Regions from separate parts of the Mus musculus genome. Here regions 2 and 3 are each linked to region 1. A link is a contact called in public ChIA-PET and HiChIP or PLAC-seq data. All regions are on one chromosome and are shown on one strand. The core of a region is the stretch at or near the end of the contact, and the rest is flanking DNA. Distances in the headings are between cores, read along the strand shown. Region 1 holds the start of Usp10 (ubiquitin specific peptidase 10). Region 2 overlaps 6430548M08Rik (RIKEN cDNA 6430548M08 gene). Region 3 overlaps Crispld2 (cysteine-rich secretory protein LCCL domain containing 2).

The links. ChIA-PET counts read pairs in DNA pulled down with a chosen protein or histone mark. HiChIP or PLAC-seq counts read pairs in DNA pulled down with a chosen protein or histone mark.
Region 2: a contact with region 1 is called in an H3K4me3 HiChIP or PLAC-seq map of bone marrow-derived macrophages, with 2.0 times the contacts expected there. The contact joins the enhancer-like site here to the promoter of Usp10 in region 1. A contact is called at or near these places in 6 of 39 promoter capture datasets (the 3T3-L1 cell line, 3T3-L1-derived adipocytes, the SN4741 cell line and 3 more), 3 of 484 Hi-C or Micro-C datasets (embryonic stem cells and natural killer cells), 5 of 115 datasets of contacts at active chromatin or transcription factors (T-cell acute lymphoblastic leukemia, bone marrow-derived macrophages, memory CD8 T cells and 2 more) and 2 of 9 other capture datasets (adipose tissue and liver).
Region 3: an RNA polymerase II ChIA-PET map of memory CD8 T cells shows a contact between it and region 1, with 50 read pairs. The contact joins the enhancer-like site here to the promoter of Usp10 in region 1. A contact is called at or near these places in 5 of 39 promoter capture datasets (the HPC-7 cell line, cranial neural crest, frontonasal cranial neural crest and 2 more), 4 of 115 datasets of contacts at active chromatin or transcription factors (bone marrow-derived macrophages, forebrain, memory CD8 T cells and 1 more) and 2 of 9 other capture datasets (adipose tissue and pancreatic islet).

Annotation. Positions count from the first base shown.
Region 1 is chr8:119,907,767-119,912,511 of GRCm38.p6, forward strand. Usp10 (ubiquitin specific peptidase 10) reads left to right here and starts at 2,594. Exons shown (of 14, transcript NM_009462.2): 1 at 2,594-3,173. The coding sequence starts at 3,153.
Region 2 is chr8:120,122,608-120,127,352 of GRCm38.p6, forward strand. All of the region lies in intron 1 of 6430548M08Rik (RIKEN cDNA 6430548M08 gene), which reads left to right. Among named protein-coding and RNA genes, the nearest start is that of 6430548M08Rik, 11 kb to the left of the region's middle. Within about 2 kb of position 2,389, at least 44 of the 459 cell types and tissues checked have an H3K27ac peak or open chromatin away from gene starts, as enhancers often do. A contact at or near this core is called in bone marrow-derived macrophages and neural stem cells, where this site is marked.
Region 3 is chr8:120,048,306-120,053,050 of GRCm38.p6, forward strand. Crispld2 (cysteine-rich secretory protein LCCL domain containing 2) reads left to right here. Exons shown (of 15, transcript NM_001310635.1): 15 at 1,978-4,489. The coding sequence ends at 2,032. Among named protein-coding and RNA genes, the nearest start is that of Zdhhc7, 51 kb to the right of the region's middle. Within about 2 kb of position 1,831, at least 90 of the 459 cell types and tissues checked have an H3K27ac peak or open chromatin away from gene starts, as enhancers often do. A contact at or near this core is called in the HPC-7 cell line, bone marrow-derived macrophages and memory CD8 T cells, where this site is marked.

The sequences.
Region 1 (4,745 bases), core at 1,344-3,843:
GTGACTCAGGATAACCCTGAACTCCTGGTCCTCCTGCCTCTACCTCTGGAGTATTGGGCTCTCAAGCTGGGTTGCCACCATGCCTAGTGTAGGTGGTGCTTTTATAGATGCTGGGCAATTGCTCTACCAAGGGAACTCCAGTCCCGTTCTCCCCCACCTGTCTGCTGTCTCTCCTGTCCTTGCCTATATTCCCTTCTAGAGACCCTTGTGACACCATGGGACCCACTTGGAATGACCCTGTTCGCATTCCTCAGCACCATCCCATCTGCAAGGGTTTCATCGTCTAAGTCACGTCTCCAGGTATTTTGGGACTCAGCTGTGTTCAGGTCTTTACAAAGGGGTTAATCACATCTGATGTGAAAGAGACACAGAAAGCTTAGGGAGCCTGTCTGAGTCAACACAACCATCTCTCGAGGAACCCGGCTTGAACCTCCAGGCAGGCTGCTAAGCATGGTGTGGGTCCATTGTGAGGCAGGGGGAAGGAGAAAGTTAAGGTTACAGTATGGGTGTGGGCAGCCTGACTCCTGGGGATCTAGTCTGTGTTTCCTGTTGGCTGGGAGTTACGAAACTGAGACTGATAAAGCCAAGGTTACCTGTAGGGGTAAAGGTGGTTTTCCTCAGGACACCGCCACCAATGATGCTAAATGCAATAAAGCATTCCTACTTGGAGCCAGGACGTTTGTGACCCTGAGCCTAACCCTAGTAGCACTCCCATTCCCCACCCCTCTTTTGTTTTTTCTGAGATGGGGTTTCTCTGTATAACCCTGGCTGTCTTGGAACTTGTTCTGTAGACCAGGCTGGCCTCAAAGATATCCACCTGCCTCTATCGATGGAGTGCTAAAATTAAAGGTGTGTGCCACCGCACCTGGCCCAATATCCTGACCTGAACAACCAACTTGATAAAACCACCTGACTTGGTTTTATTTACCAAAGGAAATTATCATTTTCTGAAACAAAAAGTCTTGAGTCTTGATATCTGAGCCATTCTGGTCTGGATTTTTTTTTTCTTGAGACAGGGTTTCTCTGTGTAGCCCTGGCTGTCCTGGACCTCACTTTGTAGACCAGGCTGGCCTCGAACTCAGAAATCTGCCTGCCTCTGCCTCCCGAGTGCTGGGATTAAAGGCGTGCATAACCACGCCTGTCTCTGGTCTGGATTTTATCAGAGACCTGCCTGCCTCTGTTTCAGCCATCTGAGATTAAAGGTGTGTGCAATCAAGAGGGCCAAAAGAAAATTCTCAGGAGAAAGAAACCATTGAACCAACTCGTAGAGTTTTGCTTTGCTTTGCTTTGTTTGCTTTGTGGAGCCAGAGTTCGGAGTATGAAGCGTAGCCCTGTACTAGGGAAGTAGGGGCGGGAGATACAGGAGTTTCAGTTCATCCTTGGCTGCTAGAAAGTTTGAAGCCAATGTGCATGGGGCGCACGCCTTTAATCCCAGCCCTTGGGAGGCAGAGGCAGGCAGATTTCTGAGTTCGAGACCAGCCTAGTCTGCCAAGTGAGTTTCAGGACAGCTGGGGCTTTACAGGGAAACCCTGTCTTGAAAAACGAAAGAAAGAAAGAAAGAAAGAAAGAAAGAAAGAAAGAAAGAAAGAAAGAAAGAAAGAAAGGAAGGAAGGAAGGAAGGAAGGAAGGAAGGAAGGAAGGAAGGAAGGAAGGAAGAGAAAGAGAGAAAGTAAGTTTGAAGCCAGTGCGCATGGTGGTGCCCACCTTTAATCCCAGCATTTGGGAGGCAGAGGCAGGTGCATTTCTTAGTTTTAGGCCAGCCTGGTCTACAAAGTGAGTTCCAGGACAGCCAGGGCTACACAGAGAAACCCTGTCTTGAAAAACCAAAAAAAAAAAAAAAAAAAAAAGAAAAGAAAGTTTGAAGCCAATTTTTGCTACATGTGTAGCACAGCAAAGAAAAACAAAACCAAGACACCTGAGGGCAACTCTCTGGAGCAGCTGTGCCCACACTTGAACATTATCCTTTTCCTTCTTGTCTCTAGATCCTAAACTCAGTCCTACCCGTGTACCCTCTCTCACCTCTACTTAATAAACTTGCCAACTTTGCCCCACAGGGGCTTGTCATAAAATTCTTTCCTGGCCCGGCAGTGGTGTACACCTTTAATCCCTAATCCCTGCACGCTGGAAGCAGAGATAGGCAGATCTCAGAACTCAAGGCCGGCCTGGTCTACAGCTGGGAGTAGGAGGTTTAGTAAGGTTTTTTGTTTGTTTTTATTATTATTATTGCCTATATGGCTGAGTCAAGAACTTTCCCGTGTGTATACACTTGCGTGTGTGCAATAACTAACACCTACTGAGTCTCTACCCTTTGCAGAATGTGCTAAGTCATCAACATGACTATCCACCCCCCACCCCGAGACAGAGCTACCTTACGTAGCTGTGTGTGACCTGGAACTTGCTATGTAGACTGGTCTGCAATTCATAGATGATCGTCCTACCTCTGCAGTCTATATACTGAGCTCACAGGAGTACAATTCCTGGATTAACGAGTTCTTTCTAAAATTGTTTATTTTGCGTGTGCCCCTTTGTATGTCAGAAGACAGTCTGTAGTTGGTTTTCCCCTGGCGTCATGTGGATCCAGAGAATGGAACTCATTTGGTCCTCAAGGGTACAGGAGGCAGGGCTCCGTTACCCGCTGAGTCATCTCACTAGCTCCTTCAACGTTTACTTTTATGTTTTACAAAGAAAAAAAAAATCTTTTTTTCCCCAATGCCAGGTAAAACAAGCTAGTGAAGAGAATGAAGAGTGAAGGAATGAATGAATGAACGAACGGTCAGAAGAGCGCGCTCCATAGGGTAAGGGATCCTTGGAGATCTCCAGCGGAGATCCCAGGGCGGAGCTCAGGCGGACCCAGCGCAGTAACCACTCCGGAACTCCACCTTGCAGCCCCAGGGTGCCTGGCCAGCTCCATCCTCACGCCCTCGCCTGGAGCAGCCGCCCTCGGCGCGCTGGGGACAGAAGGGTCGCCGGCCCGGGGCGCACGCCCACCTGTCGCGCGCAGGCGCAGAACGCCGCCTGGCTCTCCCGCGGCGCAGTCAGTGCGCAGGCGCGGCGGCCGCTGCGAGTGTGTCTGTGCGGCGAGAAGATGGCGGCGACGGGAGACGCGGCGTGAGAAGCCGGAGCAGCACCGAACCTCATTGAGACGGGCCGCCATGGCCCTCCACAACCCACAGGTAGCGCGGGCCGTGTCTGGGCTGGGAGGTCTGGGCCACGGGACGGCCTCGGGGCGACGATCGCGAGGTGCGCGGCGGGCGAGCGGTGGGGGAGGCGCCGGCACGCTGCCGGCCTAGGCCCGCGCCGCGCCCCTCAGTGCCGCGCTTCCCCGGCTTCGGAGGCCGCCCGAATCTCCCCGAGAGCGCCCGAGCCGCCCCGAGAGTGTCCGAGCCGCCCCGAGAACGCCCGAGGCCGCAGGGAAGGCCTCCGCGTGCCCGGCCCGCAGCCGCCGAGTCCCGGGCGACGCTCTGGCCCAGCGCCGCCGGGGACCTGGCCCCTGGCCTCGGGAATTCTATTGCAAAGAAAACCGGGAAGCGCCGGGGCGGCATACTCCGGTTTGCCCGAGACTGACACCTTTTGCACGGTGTCCGAGCCCGGGCTGGGTCGGGGCCCGGCAGGCCGGATTGCCTGCTGTGTTTTCTGTGCCCGGAGCTGCTCCTGCAGCCCCTCTCCTAAGATGCACTTAGGACGAGTGAGAAGTCAGCACGTGGTGCCGCTTCTCCGGGCTGCGACTCTCGGGAAACTAAGAAGTAAAATTGCCTTTTTGAGGATGGTAGGTGGATGTATGTACAAGGCAGGTGAGGTCGGTCTGGTGAGGCCACCTTTGAAGAACGATCGTCTTTTTATTTGATCTTTCTCTTGGTCCACGATCGCCTCTAACTTAAGTTTTTTTTTTTCCCTATCTCAGCCTGGTGCGTTGCAGGCAAGAGCCACCATGTGCTTTTGAAAGGTTTTAGTAACTGTTGCAATATGGGATTTAAACCTCGAAACTGTTTTTAATAAAAGGTTAGATCCTAGGAGAAACTTCCGTTCTCTTAAGTATGTGGTGTTTCATAGATCAAATCTGAACTTTGCCTGTTTGACCTTTCCCCTCATCTGTAAATGCTTTTGTATTTGGTGTGCTTTTTTTTTTTTCAATAGGCAGACGATTCGTATTTGTTGAATAATATTTTGACAAGTGGTTTTTTTTTTTTTTTAAGTTTTAGACAGGTCTTCATTATGCAGCTGTGGTTGGCTTGCGATTAAGGCAACTGCCTACCTCTGTCACCAGAGGCCCTGGCGATTCGGAATATTCACCACCACCACATCTGGTTCTATTTAGGCATTTTTATTTTATTTTATTTTATGTGAATGAATGCTTTGCTTGCATATATGTATGTTCCTGGTGCCCATTGAAGCGAGAAGAGGGTGTTGGATCTCCTGGAACTGGAATTAGAATGGTTCTTAGCCTCTGAGTCCTGGTAGAAATGGAACCCCAGTTTTCTGCAAGAGCAACTATCTTAAACCTTGGAGCCATCAGCCCTTCATAGCCTTGCTCAATTCAAAAACACCTGTAGTCCCAGCACTAGGGAGGCAGAGGCAAGCAGATCTCTGAATTTGAGGCCAGCCTGGTCTACAGAGTGAGTTCTAGAACAGCCAGGGCTACACAGAGAAACCCTGTCTCGAAAAACACCAAAAACCTCTAGTTGACTACCTTGTTTTATTTTTGGAATTAGTCTGTACTGCTCATTCTGAACTGAGCTGTAATGTCA
Region 2 (4,745 bases), core at 1,139-3,638, 210 kb after region 1:
CTGCTCGGTAACCCAGTGGGCATGTGGCCAAGCACATAAAGAATCCACTAAGCATGTCGAGGCAGCTCAGTAGTCAGTGCCTATTGGTGACTTTTCTAACAGGGCTGCTTAATGTCCAGGCTTCCTTGCCACCAAAAAAATAATACCCACTTTACCCAACAGTTGTATCAAGGACCATCCTGATTATTCTACTGATGGGGTTTTGGGGAACAGCAAAACAAGGGAAGAATTCAACGTGAAACAACTCAAAGGGTCGGGGTTCTTTGGAGTTTCTGTTGCTTAGGTCTAATGTAGATGAGGCATGTGTAGTGTCACAGTGGCTCTAAGCACCCGACACTAGACAGGGAAGCTCTTGCTCTACAGATCTATAGTGAGAAACCTGGCTGTGATCAAAGGAGAGTGATAGACAGCCTAAAGATCCAATGTGCAGTGGAGAGATGCCCTGCTCTGTTGTAATCCATGGTGCCTGGTCTGTCACCTCTGGTGACATTGGGAAAGTCCTTATCTAGGAGCTTGGCAACTCCATACAGACCCACACTCTCACTCCCTCTTGTCCCAGGTTGGAGGCTCCCAACCTAATGTTTCTTCCTCTCAGAGGACTGAGCAATGGGAGCAGTCTCCACTGAGAGCAGTTGATCTGAGAGAAGGGAAGACACCTGTACAGTGAACTAGAGCTCTGCTGTAGGCAGCAGAGGGGCTGCGTCTGTGCACACAGAGTGGTCCTCGCACTGGTTAGGTGTCCTGAGTGCTGGGTTGGAGGGAGCCTTCTTCCCCATTCACTAGCCAGTGTCACACGCGGACTCTTCGCCTCCATGATTCTGAAGAACGTGTTTATGTTCCAAAGTAAGAGAAGGCTGGGGACCGAGCGGGTTTACCTCCTGTTGTATGTGACTGCCTGTAAGGGAGTTCCAAGCTGATTTTATTATGGTTAAAACAGTTGTCAGTTATATACACGCTGACATGTACAGTTTGGGGAAATACTTGCAAATGTAAGCTGAAGCTTTGCTAGGCTTCCAGTGTTCTTTATCCCTCCCAGTTTTCCAGCTAAGTCTGAGTAAGTCTGCATTAGCGATATAGGGAACATCAGTCCACTCGATCTTCTTGCCACTTTATGCTATCTGCTTTTGTTGTCTTAAATATCTTCTTGTGTCTGGCATGCTTGGGCTTCTACCAGATTTGACTCTGAACTAACTAACTAACTCTCTCTCTCTCTCTCTCTCTCTCTCCCTCTCTCTCTCCCTCCCTCCCTCCCTCCCTCCCTCCCTCCCTCTCTTCTCTGAGGTCAGAGGACAGCCTTAGGTGTCAATCTTCACCTTCCACTCTGTTGAGATGGTTTGTTGTTAGGCAGTGTACATGCCAGGTTAGCTGGCCCATGAGCTCCCAGGGAGTCTTCCCTCTCCACCTCCCATCTTGCCGTAGAAACACTGAGATTTTCTGAGTGTAAACACTGAGATTTTAATTGCATACCACTTCTCATGGCTTTTCATAGGTTCTGAGGTCCTCCTGCTTTGAACTGAGTCTCTCTGCTTGTAAGGCAAATGCTTTAGCCACTAAGCCATCTTCCCCAGCACTAGGGAAACAAGGCTCTTAAGATTCCCCAGGCAAAATCAAGCTCCACTTCTGTGTTGCCATTAGCATCTGCATCTAGAATTGTGGCATTTGTCAGGAGCTAAGATACTTCTGGAATGTCTCTGAGTCCATTTCCCATTTACCTTCGCATCCCTGGGGCCAGCAAGGACCTAATCAATTGTTGTCAAACAAATGACCTGATCTCTTCGGAGTAACACCCAGGATCCTCCCACTTATGGAAAGGAAGGGAAGTGACATCAAGGCAGCAGCCGTAGAACAGGCCTGCTCTGTATCAACCAGAGTCGACTGCCAGTCCAGAGCAGGAACTGTCTTTCCTGTTAGTGTTTCTCAGACTGTGGCCACCAGCCCATCCGAGTGCTGTGGCTGATGGACGGGTCCTTGTTTGTGTTCATCAGCTTTCACTAAGGAAGCTCAATACCAAAAGTAGCTGGATTAAAGAGGACACAGGTTTAAGTGAGAGGACCATACCATGGCAAAGCCTATGAAAAGGGAACGGTCTCATTTTTAGCCTTTAGGATAGGATGAACAGAGTCCTGATGACCTGAGTACCTCTCGTTATGTCTGCCTCTGGATCATTCCCAACCCCTTCCATATTGTCAGCCTGTGGACCAAGCTTGTAACAAGATGGATGTATGCCTTGGAGGAATACAAAGTCTATCTAGCTGTAGTGACATCCACAATCCAGCATAGCAAGGCTGTGGACGCAGCCGCTGCCGGCTCTATTTGGACTTCTGCAGTAGCTCTTTGGCCCCAGGCAGCTGTGTAGCTTTCTAAGCCTTAAGGACTCTACACTCACAGACTGACATAGCAGTGGACCTGGCCAGTGTGGCTTAGTGCCTGGAGCATTGTGAGAGCACAGTGTTAGTTGCCATGACGTTTAATAACCAAGAATCCCTTTATAACTGAGAAGCCCTTGCCCCTGCTAGAAAAGCCCAGCTGGGCTGCCCTGACAGGACTGCAAGCAGCACTGGTTGCAGCTGGCTTTGACTCTTGGGAAACTGGTGATCGGTTTACGCAGCATGCAGAGGAGTGCCCACATCACACAGTCCTGGAAAGGATGCATGAGGGTTTCCTTCAACCCACTCTTCCATTCAAATGCAGATTCAAAAACGTAAAGAACTATGACTGTTTAGGGTTTCTACACTGAGTGACATAAAATCTTTGAAATGTTTAATAAGGGAAATTTAAAGTGCTGGTACACAGCTGTAGTTTCAGCAACTGAAGAGGCTGAGATATCAGGAACACTAAAATGCTTGAGTTCAAGACATGTAGTGAGACCTCTCCCTCCAAAAATCCATAATTCAATAGTATCTCAGATACCAAGTACTGGTGTGCTCTCTGTCTCCATTTGTGTGTGTGTGTTTCTAACTCTCTCTCTCTCTCTCTCTCTCTCTCTCTCTCTCTCTCTGTGTGTGTGTGTGTGTGTGTGTGTGTGTGTGTGTGTGTGTGTGTGTCATTTCTGAGTCTCAGAATTAACATCTCCATTCATGTCTTATATTGTGTCTTTCCCTCTGTGTCGTGTGACTCTGGTGTCGTCCCCCCCAACCCAACCTCTCGTGTGTGTGTGTGTGTGTGTGTGTGTGTGTGTGTGTGTCTTTTCTAGCTCCTGGTATGACTGAGCAGTCTAGTCTGATCAGCAGCCTCCTCTCCTCCACACCGTGTTTCAGGGATTCTAACCCACAAAGTTTATTTAATCTCTTGTGTCAAGCTGTCTGAAGGATCTTGTATGGCATTTTAGGAAGCTGTAAAAGCAAAGTCTGCCCTCCACCCCCAGAATCGGTACAGGACACCAAATTCTTAGCAAGGAGATTTATTACTCCAGAGGGGCAGGAGGCTGGGCTGCAAAGGCAGCAGCAGAAGCAACAAACACAAGCAAACAAGAAAGCAAGAGCAAAACAAACAAACAAAACAAACAAACAAACACCACTCCTGGGGTGGAGGTTTTAAGAGGAAAGGGCAGGCCATGCTGGGGTGAGTTGGTAAATCCTGATTTGGACATATCTGCCGAATCATGAATTTTGATTGTTGGACCTTGGTGTCAGGAATGACTCAGTGACAAAATAATCAAATAGACCTTGAAGGCTGGCTTTAGGGATGTAACGGTTTTTAGCAAGGGTGAAAGGGCAAAACCTGTCCATAATGTCTTCTATGCTCGGATCTGCTAGAGTCCCTGCAAGCTGTCTAAATTCAGTATACTCCAGCAAGAGGCATCAAACTGGGGTGAATCACTCCAGGAAAAGCTTATAGAAAATGAGACCGTTGGGGCAGGAAGGCCAGGCGTGGTCTGTCAGACTCAGGCCTTGCTGAACCCTGCCTGCTGTCACTACTCAGGACCCAGCCCCAGTGTGGAGCAGGTAGTGTCAGTGCATCTCCTCCTCTGCCACATAGATGCCTCCCCCAAAAGATTAGGGTGTGGCTCTGGCTACTTGCCTGGCCGTTCTTGCTCTTTTCTTTGAGTTGCTCTGCCCGACTCCTGTGGAGGTATTTGATCAAGTGGAATGCGGCAGGCAGGCACAAACATTCTCTAACTGTCTCCTTCGTGGAGAGGCAGAGGCCAGTTTTGTGTTGCTTATCGCTATCTGTGGCTCTGACTCTTGGGCAATCAGTGGTGAAGGCTCTGGGTCAGTGGTGTTGGTACAGGGAAGGAAGGGGATGGGGGGACGCCTGGCACAATGCAGGAAATCACGGTGACCTTCTGTGTCAACCAGGAAGGGCCATGATATTCAGGGAGCTGACTGGGAGTGGGGCTCCTCCCGGGAGCCTGCAGCATGCATTGTTGCTCCCGGTGAAGACTGAAGCTCCTATTGTCCCAGCGGCTCTAGAAGCATCCGTTCTCCCACCCTGAGAGAGTAGCACTCAACCTTGGGGCAGTTCATCCTGTCACACATCCTGTCAACAGTCCGTGGTGCTGGGACTCATCTAGTTTTCTGTGACACAGGAGTCCTGGGGGCTCCTGGCACAGCTTACTGCCCCTGGGTCCTACTCTTGGTGAGGACTTTCTGTGCTGCCCTGGACTCGTGGCTGTGCCACTGATGTTGAAGGAGAAGACAGCCAGTGTGGGTGTACCCTGCAGAGTGTCCAACAGGATTGTCGCAGTGGCAGCGTGCAGTGTGGGATCTCAGAATCCAGTTATCGTCCTGGCAGTAATGCATCTA
Region 3 (4,745 bases), core at 581-3,080, 140 kb after region 1:
TAAACCTTTGTATTTTAAAAGACACCATTAAGAAAACGAAGAGAAGAGGGACGGAGAGATGGCTCCGTGGTTAAGGGCCTTCAGCACTCTTGCAGAAGACCGGGTGTCACAAGTGCCTGTAACTTAGCTCTGGGGGTTCCGAATCCCTCTTCTGTCCTCCTGGGCATGCGTACACATAGTGTGCATGCAAACACTTGGGAACACACATGAAATAAAAATAAGTTTTAAGAGACGACAGAAAAGTAGAACCAAGTAAGTAAGCTCGGAGAGCAGGTTGTGTGGCCACCAGCAAGAGGCCTGGCTAGGAGCTGGGCGTTGTTGCTCGCCTTTGATCTCAGCACTCTGGGGGCAGAGGCAGGCAGATCTCTGAGTTGTAGGCTCTCCTGGTCTACAGAAAGAGTTCCGGGCCAGCCAGGGCTACAGCTGTTATTTTCTGTAACAACAAAATCCTGGCTGTCTGTAGACAAGAGAGTGGCCTTACAGGAGACCTCTGTGACCAGGCCCTAGACCTGTGAGAAGATAAACTTCCTCTCAAAGGAAGGAAGGAGAGTAATAAAGAGAGGTAGGGTTCAGGTTTGGAAGGGAGGAAGAGAGGCCGGAAGTCTAGCTACAGAATGGGAGAACAGTTTTCCAAATTGTGTATGTACTAAAGGATTTCATAGCTCGTGTGTGTGTGTGTGTGTGTGTGTGTGTGTGTGTGTGTGAGCATGTGTGTGCCTGCAAATGGGAACGTGGCCTGTGTGTGAACTCTTACAACTCAACATTACGGTAACCCAGTTGGGGACTTTGGAGATGAGACTGGGCTGTATCTCGGTGGCAGAGTGCTTGCCTGGCATGCACAGGGTCTTAGGTTCCATCCCTACTACCACGTTAAAAAGAACTGCCCACACCAGGAAATCCATCTGCCCAGCCATGCTCCAGGGACAGCTTCTGGACCAGGGAGAGTCACTCAGCACACCAAAGCAATGGAGATGCAGATTCAGGCCAGGGTACCCAGAGTATCTGCACAGCGGCCATAAGACAACAGCTGTCAGTGGGGCTGCAGAGCATCTGAAATGCTCAATGCATTGTGGGTAGGCACAGACACAATGTGGCCACTTGAGAAGCCTTTAAAAGGTGAATGTAGGTTGATAGCAATCCACCTCCCAAGCTTACACCTCTGATGGTGGAAAGCACATGTCTTCCAGAACAGACAAATTCACAGAGGCAGAGGTGCCAGCACAGAAGGGGGGGAGCCGGAAGGACCCCTTTTAATGCTTCCTCATTTCGTGGGTGTGTATACCTAGGTGCTGGTGTAGAGGCCAGAGGACATGGCTGAGTTTCACAGGGCAGTATAGTTCTGTAACGGTGTTTTCAACATCTGGTTGAGAGCTAGGAACGTAGTTCAGTGGCACAGTGCTTGCCTAGCTGGCCGGGCATGCATGAAGCCTGGGGTTCAATTCCCAGCATGGCATAAACTGGGGGTGGTGGCACTTGGGAGGGGAAGGCATCAGGATTAGGAGTTCAGGGTCATCTCATCTATATAACGAGTTGGAGATAAACCTAGGCTGCATAAGGCCCATCTCAAAAACCAACCAAGGGCCTGAAGGACTTGTCTCCCATCGGAAGAATGTGGTTTTGATTAACCGTGTGCCTCTCTTGATTCCTCCCCTGTATGTACCGACAGTAACAATAGCCCTGCCTGGAAAGGATAGCAGACCCATGATGGCATATTTGGGTAGCATTCGGGTGTGTGTTCCCTTCAAGCCACCCCTTAAATCATCTGTCAACCAGATGTCTGAGACAGGTGTCAGTAAAACCCAGAGAGTCGCTCCGCAACCTCAGCCTGGGCTCACACCACAGCTTCCTGTCGGCACATGTGGGCTCGTCCAGCTGGGTGTGACTTCTGTGGGCTCTGACCTTACCACATTGGCCCTATCGGCCATTCCTTTGCCCACAGCTTTCTCTTCTAACTTCCTTCTCCCTCTTCTCTTGCAGCCTGAACACTCCTCAGAACGGAAACGCCTTCCGGATCTTCGCCGTCAGGCAGTGAATTTGGCGACCTGGGGAGAAGGGGGTGTCATCTACTGGGATTCGGGGTCCTGCTTTTTATCTGTACTTTGTCCTTTGGGGGTGGGGGGTGACAGAGAGTCAGGAATCTTCCTTTTGGTGTCATTGAACGTCCTGGGCCTCCATGGCCTTTGGTGAGGGTGACCGAGCACCTTCCCCCTCATGAGCAGCGTGCCGTGGAGTCTCTTGGCTGGACAACCAGTGCCCAGGCTGGCCAGGTGGCGGTCCCCATCTGGTGGCTCACCTCCTCTCAGGAGCTGCTCACTGAGACACTCCTTGCCATGTTTTCTTTGGTGGTGGAGGGGGAAGGCTTTCGAACCCTGAGGATACAGGTTTGAGATATGTCATGAATGGGGCTCTTGTCTGGGTGACAAGAGTCGACAGCTATAAGGTTACAGTCCGTCCTACCGACAGAGAAATGGGGTCTGTGTTTGCTGGTCAGACAGATGGGCTGCAGGGAGAAGCCCCGAGCAAGACCTGGGCTCTGCCCTGGTGGTGTCTATCCGTGCTCACATTCCCCAACCTTTTTGGCAGTCACGTGCTTATAAGTCCAGCAGAGCTGGTCTATTTAAAGTTGGTAGCACTCCAGAGATTTATCTTGTCTTTGTCCTTGTCTGTGTGGCCTTTTCTCACATGACCTTTGGTCTCATGGAGGACCAATACATCAGGAGCCTTCCCTACCATTCCCTGACCCTGTGGCATCTGCCCCACCCTCAGCAGATCTAGGTGTCCTCCTCTGGGGTTTGGCTTTGCAAGAGGCTCCAGGTCTCAGATGTCTTCTCACTTCTTAGAATAAGGGCTGCCTCCCAGCCGCCGTCAAGAGTGACAATTGAACGTCACTTCCCCCTGGTTTGGGTGACCTAGTTTTTAAGCTGTGGGAGGAGTAGATTCCTGGCACATTCCTCATGGGGGTTAATGGAGTGGCCTGTGGTTGTAAAACCACCCATGACACACCAGCCACCAGAAAGAGGGGCCCGGGACACACAGGAAGAACCCCTCAGTGCCTGCCAGCATCCCCAGGCTCCAAGAGTGTGGTGAGCCCTGGCTCCCATCACTTAGGAGCCTGGTCCAAACCCACTGTAAAATGAAGCATGCTTCTGTAAACAGCTTTACTCTAGAGAAGGTGGAATCCCACCCCAGTCCTGAGCATGGGGCAGATTGCCGGTGAGTGCTAGCCAAACACAAACAGGGTTGCGTGCTCCAGCCAAATATTTCTTAGACCAAAAAAAAAAAAAAAAAAAAAGGGAAGGGGGTTAAAAAATAAAACAGAACACCATCCCCCCAATCAAAAGGCTGGGGAGGTGGCTTGGTGGTTAACAGATCTTGTTGCTCTACCGGAGGACCTGCGCTCAGTTCTCACTATTCACAGGCCGTTCAAGAGATCTCTGGTCTCCACAGGCACCACACACATTCACAGGAGCAAAGTACAAATGGTTCTTTAAAAAAAAAAAAGAAAAGAAAAAAACCCTAAGGGAGTCTGAACAAATCTCTCCCCCTAGTTGGGTTAAATGTTTATTTGTTTGAGACAGTTTCACTATGGTAGTCCAGGCTGGCCTTGACCTCATTATGTAGCCCAGGCTGGCCTCCTGAGTGCTAAGATAGCTTTTCCCCAATCCACCCCTTCTGGGGAGATTATAAAAAGCACACAGCCTTGAACCAGCTCTAGTCAGCCTTTCACTAGGCTGTTTCTGCCTCATGGGTGTGGGTGTGGTGTCTTTGAGGGCATAAACTCTTCCACTCCAGATGTTGGAGCAGACATCTGCGCAGTCTGTGGAAGGGGACCTCTGGTTGCTACCAAACATCTGGGAAACTTCCCGATACAAGGAGTGCTGCCGTAGGACCCTTCACCAAGCCAGCAGGGCAAGGCTGACGTGGTAAGGAAAACCATACCCCTTCTGGGTTTCTAGAATGAGCAGCCAATCCCATCTTCAGGGAACTTGCTGTGTGAGTCTGTACTGAGGTTCTCTGAGTTCCCTGGCTGCCCTTCCATCAGGCACAGAGCCTGGCCTAGCAGCCTCGATCGATCACCTTCATCAATAGTTTGAAACTGGAGGAAACAAAACCACAAATGACAAGACCTTACATCAGAGCCCTTCTGACCCTGTGTGTCCATCCATCAGCTCTTCCTTAAAGTGACCACGCCCACACCAGCTGCACATCCCCCCAACCCCCCCAGCTCCGGCCTGGTCCTGCGTTGGGTGAGAGTTTCCATTTGCTTCCAAGCTGTGCCCGGTCTGTTCAGAGGGGTGTGCCGATTCTCCATGATCTGTAGGCTTTCTCAGCCCGCAGTTTACTGTGTGCTTTTTTTTTCTATGAAAAATGATATATTTTACAACTTCCTATGTACAAAAGTTTATTGTAAGTTTTTGTGCTTCGCATGAACAGGGCCACACTGGTTGTTGCTATGGTTTCAATAAAACGGATTTGATTTCTAACACATACTGGTAGCACATCTTTTCTTCTTTTCTTGTCTAGACACGTCATTTGTGAACTCGTTTGCCTTAGGTCCCCCACAAGCTCCAAGCAGTTGGGAGGCCCAGGTGGCCTTATGAGGGACCTCAGAGACATGCCTGGGAAGCAGGATCAAGAGACTAGTGACGTAATGAAGTGTAGGTTCTGGCAAGCAAAGCAGGGATGAGATGCTGTGCTCCTCACAAGCCCAAAGACCGCACTCTAGCAGTGAGAACCACTGGGTC